Regions from separate parts of the Mus musculus genome. Here region 2 is linked to region 1. Evidence: chromatin contacts called from public Micro-C data. All regions are on one chromosome and are shown on one strand. Each heading gives the region's core, a stretch centred on a gene start, on an enhancer-like site or on the middle of the called end of the contact. The rest is flanking DNA. Distances are from core to core; before and after follow the strand shown. Region 1 overlaps Soga1 (suppressor of glucose, autophagy associated 1). Region 2 holds the start of Soga1 (suppressor of glucose, autophagy associated 1).

Region 1 (5,756 bases), core at 841-3,340:
GCTGTCCTGGAACTCACTCTGTAGGCCAAGCTAACCCTGAACTCATATAGAGATCTGCCTGCCTCTGCCCCCCCCACCCCCCACAAATGCTGGGATTAAAGGTGTGTGTCATCACCGCCCACCACCAGTCCATAATATTAAATTTAAAAAAATATTTTAAACTTTTTGATCAACTTTTGAGAAGCTTAGCCTTGATACCCATGACAGGCTACCCAGAAAAACTAAAACGGAAAAGACACTTGTTGAAAAATTTAAAATGCATTAGTGCAAAAGCAAAACGTAAACATTTGACGCAAATATAAAAATAAACGAACACCTCGTGTGCCTACCTACCACTTCCTGCCGATGTCTCTGTACACCGTCTTGACTGGTGACGTTCAGTGCAGCAGCCATGTGGGGATGTGCCGCGATGGTAAAGGATCAGCCTTAGTTGGCGGCACAGGTTCTATCCCCAGTACAGAACAGAAACAACCCAAAACTCCCAAGACAAATTTTAAAAATTAAATTAACGAAGCATAGGATTGAGCTGCAGTTCCTTCGTTGTAGTTACACATCGCAGATGCTTGAGGCTGGCTGCGTGCTGGGAGCGCCCCCTCTGATCCTTCCCACACAGCCTTTCCTGGGCCTGGGCTTCATGTTATGGCTACTGTCGCTGGGCAGTGTGCTTCCTCACACCCTGCATTCCCTGTCCGCAGGCTGGGATACCTTGTGGATGGTCCCCACCCTTCGTGCTTAACACGGGATGGGTGGTGATCTGCAGAACCAGGGAGGGATAGGAGCCCCACTCGAAAGGTCCCACCGCCTAGCGAGGGGGAATTAATTAGTCAATCTGTCAAGCCTGTGAATGTGACATGAGAAATGGTTTTTATCAACCAGGAACTTGTCCTAGATCTTGAAGGGGCTCAGATCATTGAGAGAAGGAACACGGTAGGTCGAAGGAACAGGACAGAGTTGTGAGGCTGGGCTGCAGAGAGCGTGGAGTGGTGTGGTTTTCATCCTGAGAGAATGGCGGGAGATTGCTGTGTGTGGCCCTGCACTGCATGGGACCGGGCGGGTAGTGGCTTCAGCTGTGCTGCTGTGGCTTCAGATCGCTTCTTGAAAGGGGAGGCCCGTGTTGAGTCTCCCTCTTCCTGAAGTAAGAGTGAGCAGGGACCACACGGGTCACCGACAGGGTGATAGAATTGTTTCAGAGGGCTTTGCGTAAGAGCCATTCACAAAATTAATGTTTCCACTTGCCCCACTGCTCGTTATGCAATAAGCAAATGAGTTGTGGCCTCGCACCCTGGGAAGGCCAATTCACCCAGGCTCCCTCTCATGTGGACAAAGCCCATTATATGGCAGAGGCCTGGTGGGGACCTTTGTTGCACTCCTTGGGCCTCTCCCTATGGATCTCTTCTGCTTTTAGCCACCTGACTTCAGAGACCTGCTTGAGTGGGAGCCCAGGATCCGAGAGGCCTTCCGTACCGGGGACTTGGAGTCCAAGCCTGACCCTAGTCGGAACTTCAGGCCCTACCGAGCTGAAGATAACGATTCTTATGCCTCTGAGGTGGGTCTAGGCCTAAGCAGGCTGTTGGGTGGAAGCCGATTGCCTCCTGAAAGCAGGCAGGGTGGCCCTTGGAGGAGGATGGTATAGGTTTTAAGCATTTAAACTTCTGACAGCCAAGGCAAAAAAAGAAAGAAAGAAAGAAAGAGAGAGAGAGAGAGAGAGAGAGAGAGAGAGAGAGAGAGAGAGAGAGAGAAAGAGAAAAGGGAATTTGAATCAATCCCGTGGTTTAGTTAGAGGAAGCTTAGCTGGATATGGGACATGATATCAAACTGTAATCCCAGTGTCAGGACGCTGAGGCAGCCTGAATGCTGAGCTGGAGGCCATCTTGAAATGACTAACTTATGTAGCAGAGAAGCAATGGCCTCTCCATTTAGGCTGTTTGAGTTCATGCTGTGACTTTCTGGGTGCTGGCTGTGAGATCTCGGGTACGTCATTTCACTCTCGAAAATTGTCAGGTTTGCCACAGACAAGTACAGAGCCTCATAGGATTGTTGGCCTGGCCTCCACGGGTTGAGGATGAGGTCGGTGTCCGTGACAAGTCACATGGACTCAGGGATCCTGAGTGCTGAGTCACTCTGCTGGTCTGGTGGTGTGACCTTCGACATGTCCACTCCCATGGGCCCGGCTTTCCCACCACAACAGTTATAATCCCTAGAGTTGCTAAGATTCTCTGATCTTTGAGAAGTTCCCTGTCCTCCTGAGCCTGGGAAACTCCCTGGAACTGAAGGGTCCAACTGCCTAGTGAGGTGGTCTGGATGTCCTCATAACCATGGCGAAGGAGGAAGAGGAAGAGCGTTGTCTGGGGCTGGAGAGATGGCTCAGTGGTTAAGAGCACCGACTGCTCTTCCAAAGGTCGTGAGTTCAAATCCCAGCAACCACATGGTGGCTCACAACCATCTGTAATGGGATCTGATGCCCTCTTCTGGGGTGTCTGAAGACAGCTACAGCGTACTTACATATAATAAATAAATCTTTAAAAAGAAAAAAGAAAAGAAAAGCACTGTCTGGACAAGGAGCTAAGCTGTAGTGCTGTGTAGCCTTAGCTTTGATCCCCAGTCAGGAGATGGATAGACAGAGAGAAGGGGAGGGAGAGAGGAAGAAGAGGAGGAGGAGGAAGAAGAGGAAGAAGAGGAGGACGATGACTACGTTGAAGCAACCTGAGATGCTTAGATCTCGTTTTCTGAGAAGAAAATAGGCTTGTTTGTTTGTGTTGGCTCATTTACACCTTGACTCCGTTTCCTTCATTCTTACCGATTAGCTATGACTAAGCACAGCGCCAACCCCCAGTTCAAGAGCGATGTGCAGGGGCAGGCGCCTGACTTCTATTTAAGAGGTTTTTTTTTTTTGTTTCTTTGTTGAGCCAGGGTCTCAGTAATTATATTATGCTTACTTCAAACTTACCATCCTCCTGCCTACAACTTCCAAGTGCTGGGATTACAGGCACATGACAGTTTGCCCAGATCTGCAGAGATTTTTAATACAGAACAGGTGTACAAGACACGCCTCGTATCACTGCAGAGACGGCCAAATTATATTATTGGCCACATTTTTTTTCACAGCAGGAACCTGCTATGCCTGGGACCATGTCCACTCTTCTGTTCCTGTGCAGCGTGTTAGAGTCAACATTCCTGTTACCAGAAATACTTAACACTTGTCTTTTGCGATGGAGTCTTACTGTGTTGCTCAGGCTGGCCTCAGACTCACAGGTTCCGGTGATCCGCCTGCTTCATGCCCACTTCATCTCATCTAAAAAATGTTGTTACTGGGGAATAACAGCAAAGTAGTGATGGATGGGGCTGCAGCTCAGTGATGAGGCACTTGCTCAGCACGTGTGAGGCCTTGTGCCCACACAAGGCAGGGTCTTGCTATGTAACCCAGCACCAGTGCACACACATGGACTCACATGCACACACAAGCAGACACGTGTGTACACACACATGCACTGCACATGGACACACCCATGTACCACACATGCATACACATTCATACATGCCTGCACACATATGCACACATACATGCATGTATTAGTCAGGGTTCTCTAGAGTCACAGAACTTATGGATAGTCTCTAGATAGTAAAGGAATTTATTGATGACTTACAGTCGGCAGCCCAATTCCCAACAATGGTTCAGTCGCAGCTGTGAATGGAAGTCCAAGGATCTAGCAGTTACTCAGTCTCACGCAGCAAGCAGGCGAAGGAGCAAGAGCAAGAGCTAGACTCCCTTCTTCCAATGTCCCTATATTGTCTCCAGCAGAAGGTGTAGCCCAGATTAAAGGTGTGTCCCACCACACCTTTAATCCCAGATGAAAGGCGTAGCCCAGATTAAAGGTGTGTTCCTTAAACTCCGAGATTCAATCTTCTGGAATCCATAGCCACTATGGCTCAAGATCTTCAAACCAAGATCTAGATAAGGATCTCCAAGCCTCCAGATAAGGGTCACTGGTGAGCCTTCCAATTCTGGATTGTAGTTCATTCCAAATATAGTCAAGTTGACAACCAGGAATAGCCACTACAATGCATTACACATGGATACACACATGCACCACACATGCATGCACATACATGCACATACACACACACGGGGAAGGGCAGAGATGGAGAAAGGAAGGAGAATGGGTGCCTATGGCTTTTGACAAACTGAACACTTCTCTCCCCTTTGGTGCTTTGGGCAGGGTCTTGCTATGTAACCCACGCTGGCCTCAAGCTCATGACTTCCTGTTTTGTAAGTAACATCTAGAATCATAAGAAGACTCTAGACATCTGTGTTCCCTACTAGTCTGCTGTCTGTCTGTCTGTCTATCTATCTATCTATCTATCTATCTATCTATCTATCTATCTATCTTGTGTGTGGGTATGTGCACATGGTATATAAGTCAGCGGACAGTTTATAGGAGTTGGTTCTCTCCTCCCACCATGTGGGTCCCAGGGATCAAACCCAGGTCCTGACGCTTGGCTGCAAGCACCTTTATCTGCTGAGCCATCTTGACAGCCCAAGAACAAATTAACTTCATTTAGCTCTAAATGCTTTTAAAACACAATTTCCCCCAGAAAATGGAGAATTTGGTTAGCTTTTTTAAAATGATCTTACTCCATAGTTACTGAAATCCACAAATAATCACAATTAAACTTCTGGGCAGCATTATTACATGAAGAAACAAAGAAAAGCAAGATCATTCTGTAGTTAACCACACCGACGTTCACCGTAGTTCTGTTACGTAACAACGCTCAAAGACAGCATCTGTGACGGAACATCTGGATGGAACTTAACACATACAGATCCACTAAACACATCTGAAACCTCATTTATCTTTTAAACTGCGTCTAAATTTGTAATTATAGACAGTGCCCTAGCTTGGGAGTGGCAAGCACCTATAGCCCCAGCTACCTGGGGGAGCTGAAGTAGGGGGATACCTTGAGCTCAGGAGTTTGCCACCAGCCTGTGAGACTCTACATCAGAAATAAGTAATCAATTACATTTAATCAGTTAATTTGATCAATTAAAGAGACTATGAACAACGTTGTGACTTACATTGAGTTTGCACAGGATTTTTCTTTTCTGCAGCTACGTTTGCAAGAGAGAAATGTTAAAATTATATTGGGAAGATTTGACACGTACTGTTTTGTGTAATTGTCCTGATGACCCGCTAGGCAAGGACAGTGCTGTGCCTCGTAGAGGTGACTCCCATCCAGTTTTCTGTTGACTCCTTACTGCTTCTGTTCTTTGACCACAGCCTGTGTCTTCTCCTTCCTCCTTGTCTGTCCCCTCCACCCTACCTCCCTCCTGCAGATCAAGGATCTTCAGCTGGTCCTGGCCGAGGCCCACGACAGCCTCCGGGGCTTGCAAGAGCAGCTGTCCCAGGAGCGGCAGCTCCGGAAGGAGGAGGCTGACAGCTTCAACCAGAAAATGGTCCAGGTGGGTTTGTACCACAGGTTTGTGTTTTTTGTTTTTTTACTGACTATAGCTTGTCTCAGAAGGGAAGGTAAAGGGGCCATGGGATAGCTCTTTGGTAGAACACTTGACCAGCGCGTGAGAAGCTCTGGGTTCTGTTCCCAGCATAGGAAGAAATCAAACACTACTAAAAAGAAGGGGACAACACTGGGGAAACCCAAGCTTCCCCACCCCTGCGCTCTGCCAGTTTGTGGTTGTCAGCAGCTACACTGAGCTGGAGCCAATCACATGGTAATAGTTTTCTGGGTGACGGTGAGCCTGC
Region 2 (5,756 bases), core at 909-3,408, 43 kb before region 1:
CTGCCCAGGCTGGAGGGCAGGAAGCAGACCCTGAGGCTGTTGGCAGTGCCAGGATGGCTATGAGAAGAGCTAGCGATCCGATGGGTGACAGCAACTCCTAAAAGTTGTCCTCTGACCTTTTATGTGCACTGTGGCATGTGTGCACTTGTGTGTGTGTGTATGCATGTGTGACATGCACACATTACTACTACTACTACTACTACTACTACTACTACTACTACTACTACTACTACAACAACAATTGGAATATATATCATGTGCTTCTTTTTGGAGAATGCAACCAGACATAAATTCCTTAATCCTGCTGGGCGGTGGTGGCGCAAGCCTTTAATCCCAGCACTCGGGAGGCAGAGGCAGGTGGATTTCTGAGTTCGAGGCCAGTCTGGACTACAGAGTGAGTTTCAGGACAGCCAGGGCTACACAGAGAAACCCTGTCTCGAAAAGCCAAAAAAAAGTTCCTTAATCCTTCTGAGACAAGAGTTGACAGACTTTTGTACTCCCAGCTGTTTGGAAAGCTTAAGCCCATGAATTCAAGGCCAGCCTGGCAATAAAATGAGACACCATCTTGAGAGAGAGGTGTGGGGGGAGAATTCTAAGATTCTTTGTTGAAATATGGAGCATGGTCTGCATTAGTGCCTACCCAGCTGAGGATGGTCTCATGCATATGCCCTCACACTGCAAAAACCCATGTTCTATAGGAAGCAACAAGTTTCAAGAACTGCACATTCTCTCTGTATCACTTCAATGAGCCCCTTAAGAGCAGGGACAATCACGATAATGAACTTGTAATGGACCCATTAGAGCAGGCTAGGACTGGACTCCGCGGCTTGGGTGTAGGAGGACTCCCCAGGGTCCTCAGGGTTCCCAGGTGCTAGGCAGACCTGCTTGTACTTCGAGGTGGATGGTGGGTCAATAAAAGAAAAAGGAGTAGACCTTGAACTAGTTGGCCATGATGTAGGTCAGGTTAGGAGAAAGGGGAGGAGCCAAAGTAAAGATGAGGGAAGAAGAGGAGGACGAGGAACCCATGGAAAAGAAGGGGGAAAAGAGAAGGGGAGAGAAAGACCGAGAAGGGTCTAAAGGAAGAAAAAGAGGCTGCATAGTGTGTGTGTGTGTGTGTGTGTGTGTGTGTGTGTGTACGAGCTACCTTCTGGGTGGCAAGAGACTGGGCAGCTACCATGCTGATGAGTGCCTTCCCAGGGCCAAAGAACTTACTATGGTTTAGGCACAGTGTGGAGAGGGCAGAGGTGAGGAAGGTGTAAGGGATTCTGAGAAATTAACTCTGATAGCCTGAATAGCTCAAGAGGAAAGAAACCATGCCCACCAATACTGGGGCCTTGGAGTCTGTGGTGGAGTCAATCTGACCCTGTTGGTATTCAGGGTCACAGTCCCATGCCAGCCCCTAACCGGCCTAGAACCTGCCCCCTAAGCACCTAACGGTCTGGCATCCTCAAGGCACAGCCTGAAGTTAATCGCAAAGACCATGAAATTGGGGTCGGGGAGACAAGACTATGCCCGGGTTCATAGGCAACTAGGGTGTGCAAGATCCAAGATGCACGCGGAACGCCACGGTTCCAATGGCAGCGGACAGATAGACGAGGCAAAAGGAGTCCAGCATACTCTGTAGGATCCATCCTGCTTCCTTCTCAGACCAAGAACCGACCGCGTGCCAGGTCGTGTTCAGTTTAAGGTTCTATAGGATGGGGTCGTTTGTCATGCCCAGTTAAAGGGGGCGGAGTTCGCGCAGGCTCAGCACCCACAAGGGGCGCGCGGCGCGGTGCTGGGTGTGCATGGATGCTGGCTCCGGCCCTTTGAGGTCCGCGGGGCCTCTGCCAGGGAATAGTCTCTCCTGTCGTCCACGAGGCCCCTACGGCGACGCCGGGCTTCCAGGCTCCTCGGCCGGGTGTGATCCCCCAGCCCGCAGAGGAGCGGCCGGCGGCCCGGAGCGGCGGGAGCGAGCCGAGGCCGCGGCTGCCCGGGCCCGCCTGACCCTCGAGGGGGTCGCTGTTGCCTCGCGGATCCCTCCCTCGCTCCCCGCTCGCGTCCCTCCCCGCTGCTCCCGCCGCGTCCGCCTTTTGTTCGCCGAGCCGCGCGCCCCCGAGCCGAGGCGGCGGGGCGGGGAGCTGGCGGGGCTGCGTGGGGGGCGGGCCGCGCCGGGCGGAGCCGGGGCCCTGGCCTCAGCCGGACTGGGAGTCCGAGGCGGCGATCGCCGAGCAGGCTGCAGTCGGGGTCCGGGCGCACTCCGGGGGCGCGGCGAGGCGGAGGGGGCGGGCACCGGGCGGAGCCGGAGTCGGAGTCGCGGCGCCTGGAGGAGATCGGGCCGCGCGCTGAGAGCACCGAGTGGCGGAGAGGCCGCGCGGCGCGGGGCAGGGCCCGAGCGCAGCCCCCGGACGCAGGAGACCGGAGCGCAGTCGCGGCCTGAGCGGCGGGAGCGCATCCGAGACCCGCCGCAGGGACACCCAAGCCGGCCACTCCCGGGCCATGCGCGCCGCTCGCTGAGACCCGGGGAGGCCGCGATGGAGACGCCAGCGGGAGAGTCATCGGCGCGGGGCTACGGCCCCCCGCCTGCGCCCGCGCCCGCCGCGGAGAGGAAGAAAAGCCACCGCGCGCCATCACCAGCCCGGCCCAAGGACGTGGCCGGCTGGTCTCTGGCCAAAGGCCGCCGCGGCACAGGCCCGGGCTCCGCTACAGCCTGTGGCACCGCGTCCTCGGCGAGGCCCGACAAGAAGGGGCGCGCGGTGGCTCCTGGTACCCGAGGCACGGGGCCTCGGGTGGCCGGGGTGCGCACGGGGGTCCGCGCCAAGGGTCGCCCTCGTCCCGGTACCGGGCCCCGCCCGCCGCCGCCGCCGCCCAGCCTCACGGACAGTAGCTCCGAGGTGTCGGACTGCGCGTCGGAGGAGGCGCGCCAGTTGGGCCTGGAGCTGGCGCTGAGCAGCGACGCCGAGTCTGCGGCGGGCGGCCCGGCGGGGACCCGCACCGGGCAGCCGCCCCAGCCAGCGCAGTCGGGGCAGCAGCCTCCGCGGCCTCCCGCCTCCCCGGATGAGCCGTCGGTGGCCGCATCGTCGGTGGGCAGCAGCCGCTTGCCACTCAGCGCCTCGCTAGCCTTCTCCGACCTCACCGAGGAGATGCTGGACTGTGGGCCCGGAGGCTTGGTGCGGGAGCTGGAAGAGCTGCGTTCCGAGAACGACTATCTCAAGGTGGGGACCTGGGGGGGATGGGGGAGGCGCAGGGGCGGGAGAGGACTGGTCATCCGGGCTCAAGAGTCCAGGGCGCTGACCAAGCAGGGAGAGTGCCCCACCTTCTCTTCCCACTTTTCCGGTGAGGAGGATTATGGATAAGACACCGAGTAAAGGACCCCAATGTGCACTTTCCCACCCGCGGTAAAACTGTTTTAGAGGACACGTTCTGATGGGTGAGTGGGGATAGTCAGCCAAGGCTGACCTTCCCCCCCTCTAACCTGCCCAGGACCCCGGTCCCAGATCAGCAGGCTTTCTCGGCTCTCTGTTCTGGAACCAATGTCCGTGTGTTAGGCTGCCAGGGAAACCGTGCTATCCCCTGGCAAGGAGAGGCAGAACACCATCCTAAGTCCTTACCCAGGGCTTCCCCGGCAGGCCTGTCCTCGCCTGCCTTTTGGGGCGGATCCAGTTTGAAAGCGTGACATCTGGGAACATCCCCTTGGCTCGAGTCCACTTCCGCCCAGTCTAACGGTCCCACAGCCTGGGAGGATGATGTCGTGGGAGAACTGGTTCAGAGGCCACTTCCTCAATCCCAGGATATTGTCTTCTGTCCCCTCTGAGAGAGGTTTGGGCAGACTTGGCCCGTGCTCCCTGTGGGAAGAGGGAAACTGTCCTGCTGGTTAGGGGTATTCCCTCTGTGTGTGGGCCTGGAGAGCTGTCTGGGAGAAGCAATCGTCGGTGACTGGGCACCTAGGTGCAGCCCATGCTCTGGCTGCCTCTTCTTTGACATGGTGGCAGCTATGGGGACAGTCCTGCCCTGGCTTCTTGACCTTGGTGTGGGAAGCTGGGATCTTCACGGGCTGCACTGCCGCTGCTGGAAGAGGCTACAGTATTGTCTGCACTTGACAGTTGATGGCCTGGCACAACACCCAGAGTGCCCTGGCCAGGAGCCATTGAGTTGACAGCACTCTAATGACATGTCTGCCCTGTGGCACTTAACTGCCTCTTGCTTCTACTGTCGGGGGAGTCTTCCTTAGGATGTTGGGGTGTCCCTCTTGCTTTCCTTTGGGTCCTCTATCCAGCATGTTCTCAGGAAACTCCTGTACACTAGAGGACACAGGTCTATCTGACAAAGGATTATTTACCACCTGTTTGTAGCCTGGGCCTTCCCCAAACCAGGCCTCCATTTTTTTTTTTTTTCAGTTAAATGGGAGTGTAAGTCTTCACAAAGGTGTTACTCACTGTTGACATTTGGGAGCTGGGGTTCAGTTAGAGGGCGAAGTCTTCTGAAGTCAGTGGTTAGAGTGCAGGCCCTGAGGATGGAGTCAGTCTTCCGAGATGCTCCTCGTGGCTTCCTGAATTCCCAGCCTGAGCTACTCCAGACCTGGACCCGAGCACCAGATGAGCACAACTCACAGTTCTTGGTTTGGTTTCTTCCTGCCCAGATCCCGGGCCCTTTCCTGTGCTCCCAGGAAGTGGTCAGACAGAGTCCCTAACTCCATCTGAAGCTACCCATGAGTATGTAGATGGGAAAGTGGTCCCAGGAGGCTGGGGGTCGAGTCCAGGTTCTCCTAGAGACCAAGACTGGGTTGAGTTCCAGTTCCAGGGCCAGACTGAGCCTCACTTTCTGCCAACCATTCAGTTGAGTTTTTGGGCGAAAGCTTCAGGCCCCTGTTGGATCTGTAGCTTCCTGGCTGTGTAATCTTGGGCACATTACTTACCATGTTTGGACCTGAGTTTTCTCATCTTAAGACTTGAATAAGTACACACAGATCATCCTTAAAGATTAAATGTGCACGTAGCTAGAGCATTTGGCACGGTAGGAAACTTCAGATGCGGTGGCTGAGATCTCCTGCTGCTCTCAGGATGGAGAGCATGGTGCCTTGTGCATCTGTCACATTCTTTTGTGGATTCTATGGGATCAGGCTGGGGTCTTCCTCCTTACCTCGAGGCCATCCATCCATCCATCCATCCAGTCAGTCACTGTTTGCTTAGAGCAGATTTTGGAGTATGAGTGAACTAGGGAGAGCCTCTGTGACACCAAGAGTTAAACAATAGTCACAACAAAACACAATGCGCCTGGTGATAAGGGTGAGCTTTGTGGAGGTGGGGCAGAGGACTCATGGAGGCCAGGAGTTGGGAGATGATGTAGACAGCCAAATGAGGAGCTGCAAGAAAAACATTCTAGACTGAAGAAAGTTGGGCGAGTGAGGAAGGGAGCCATGCCAACTCTTGCTGCATGCATTCAGGCAGTACCCACACTGCTCTGCAGGGCTGTTTTCCACAGTGTCTGCCCTCACGGAGATACAGTAAAAGCCCTGGGAGTGTGGACTGTACACCTACAGGGCAGCTTCTTACTGGAGGTGTTATGTTGTCACAGTGCCAGGGGCTGGCTTAGCCAGAGCAGGAAGGCGACCTGCTCCAGGCAGCCAGGGCTGGGAGTCAGGGAGAAGCAGTCTCCTGAGTGTTTCCTGTTTCTCTAAACTACTTTACATCTGAGGTACAGAAACTGGGTTAGAAGGAAAATGACTCCAAATCCCCAGGGTGTGCACTGCAGACTGACCTTCTGAGTCCAGGGAATGC

Evidence for each region. Hi-C and Micro-C count contacts between places; a contact is called where the count stands out from the background.
Region 2: a Micro-C map of muscle stem cells shows a contact between it and region 1, with 5 times the contacts expected there. The contact joins the promoter of Soga1 here to the enhancer-like site in region 1. A contact is called at or near these places in 22 of 39 promoter capture datasets (the 3T3-L1 cell line, 3T3-L1-derived adipocytes, the C10 cell line and 16 more), 3 of 15 datasets of contacts at CTCF or cohesin (the NIH/3T3 cell line, large pre-B cells and stem cell-derived epiblast-like cells), 105 of 484 Hi-C or Micro-C datasets (3T3-L1-derived adipocytes, the 63-12 cell line, the AML12 cell line and 66 more), 31 of 115 datasets of contacts at active chromatin or transcription factors (the HPC-7 cell line, VIP interneurons, bone marrow-derived dendritic cells and 19 more) and 5 of 9 other capture datasets (adipose tissue, embryonic stem cells, liver and 2 more).

What each region holds. Positions count from the first base shown.
Region 1 is chr2:157,032,960-157,038,715 of GRCm38.p6, reverse strand. Soga1 (suppressor of glucose, autophagy associated 1) reads left to right here. Exons shown (of 15, transcript NM_001164663.1): 6 at 1,406-1,546; 7 at 5,333-5,458. Among named protein-coding and RNA genes, the nearest start is that of Dsn1, 29 kb to the right of the region's middle. Within about 2 kb of position 2,090, at least 52 of the 459 cell types and tissues checked have an H3K27ac peak or open chromatin away from gene starts, as enhancers often do. A contact at or near this core is called in the C2C12 cell line, the HL-1 cell line, the N1E-115 cell line and 10 more, where this site is marked.
Region 2 is chr2:157,075,667-157,081,422 of GRCm38.p6, reverse strand. Soga1 (suppressor of glucose, autophagy associated 1) reads left to right here and starts at 2,158. Exons shown (of 15, transcript NM_001164663.1): 1 at 2,158-3,194. The coding sequence starts at 2,514. It also overlaps a transcript of Tldc2 not described here.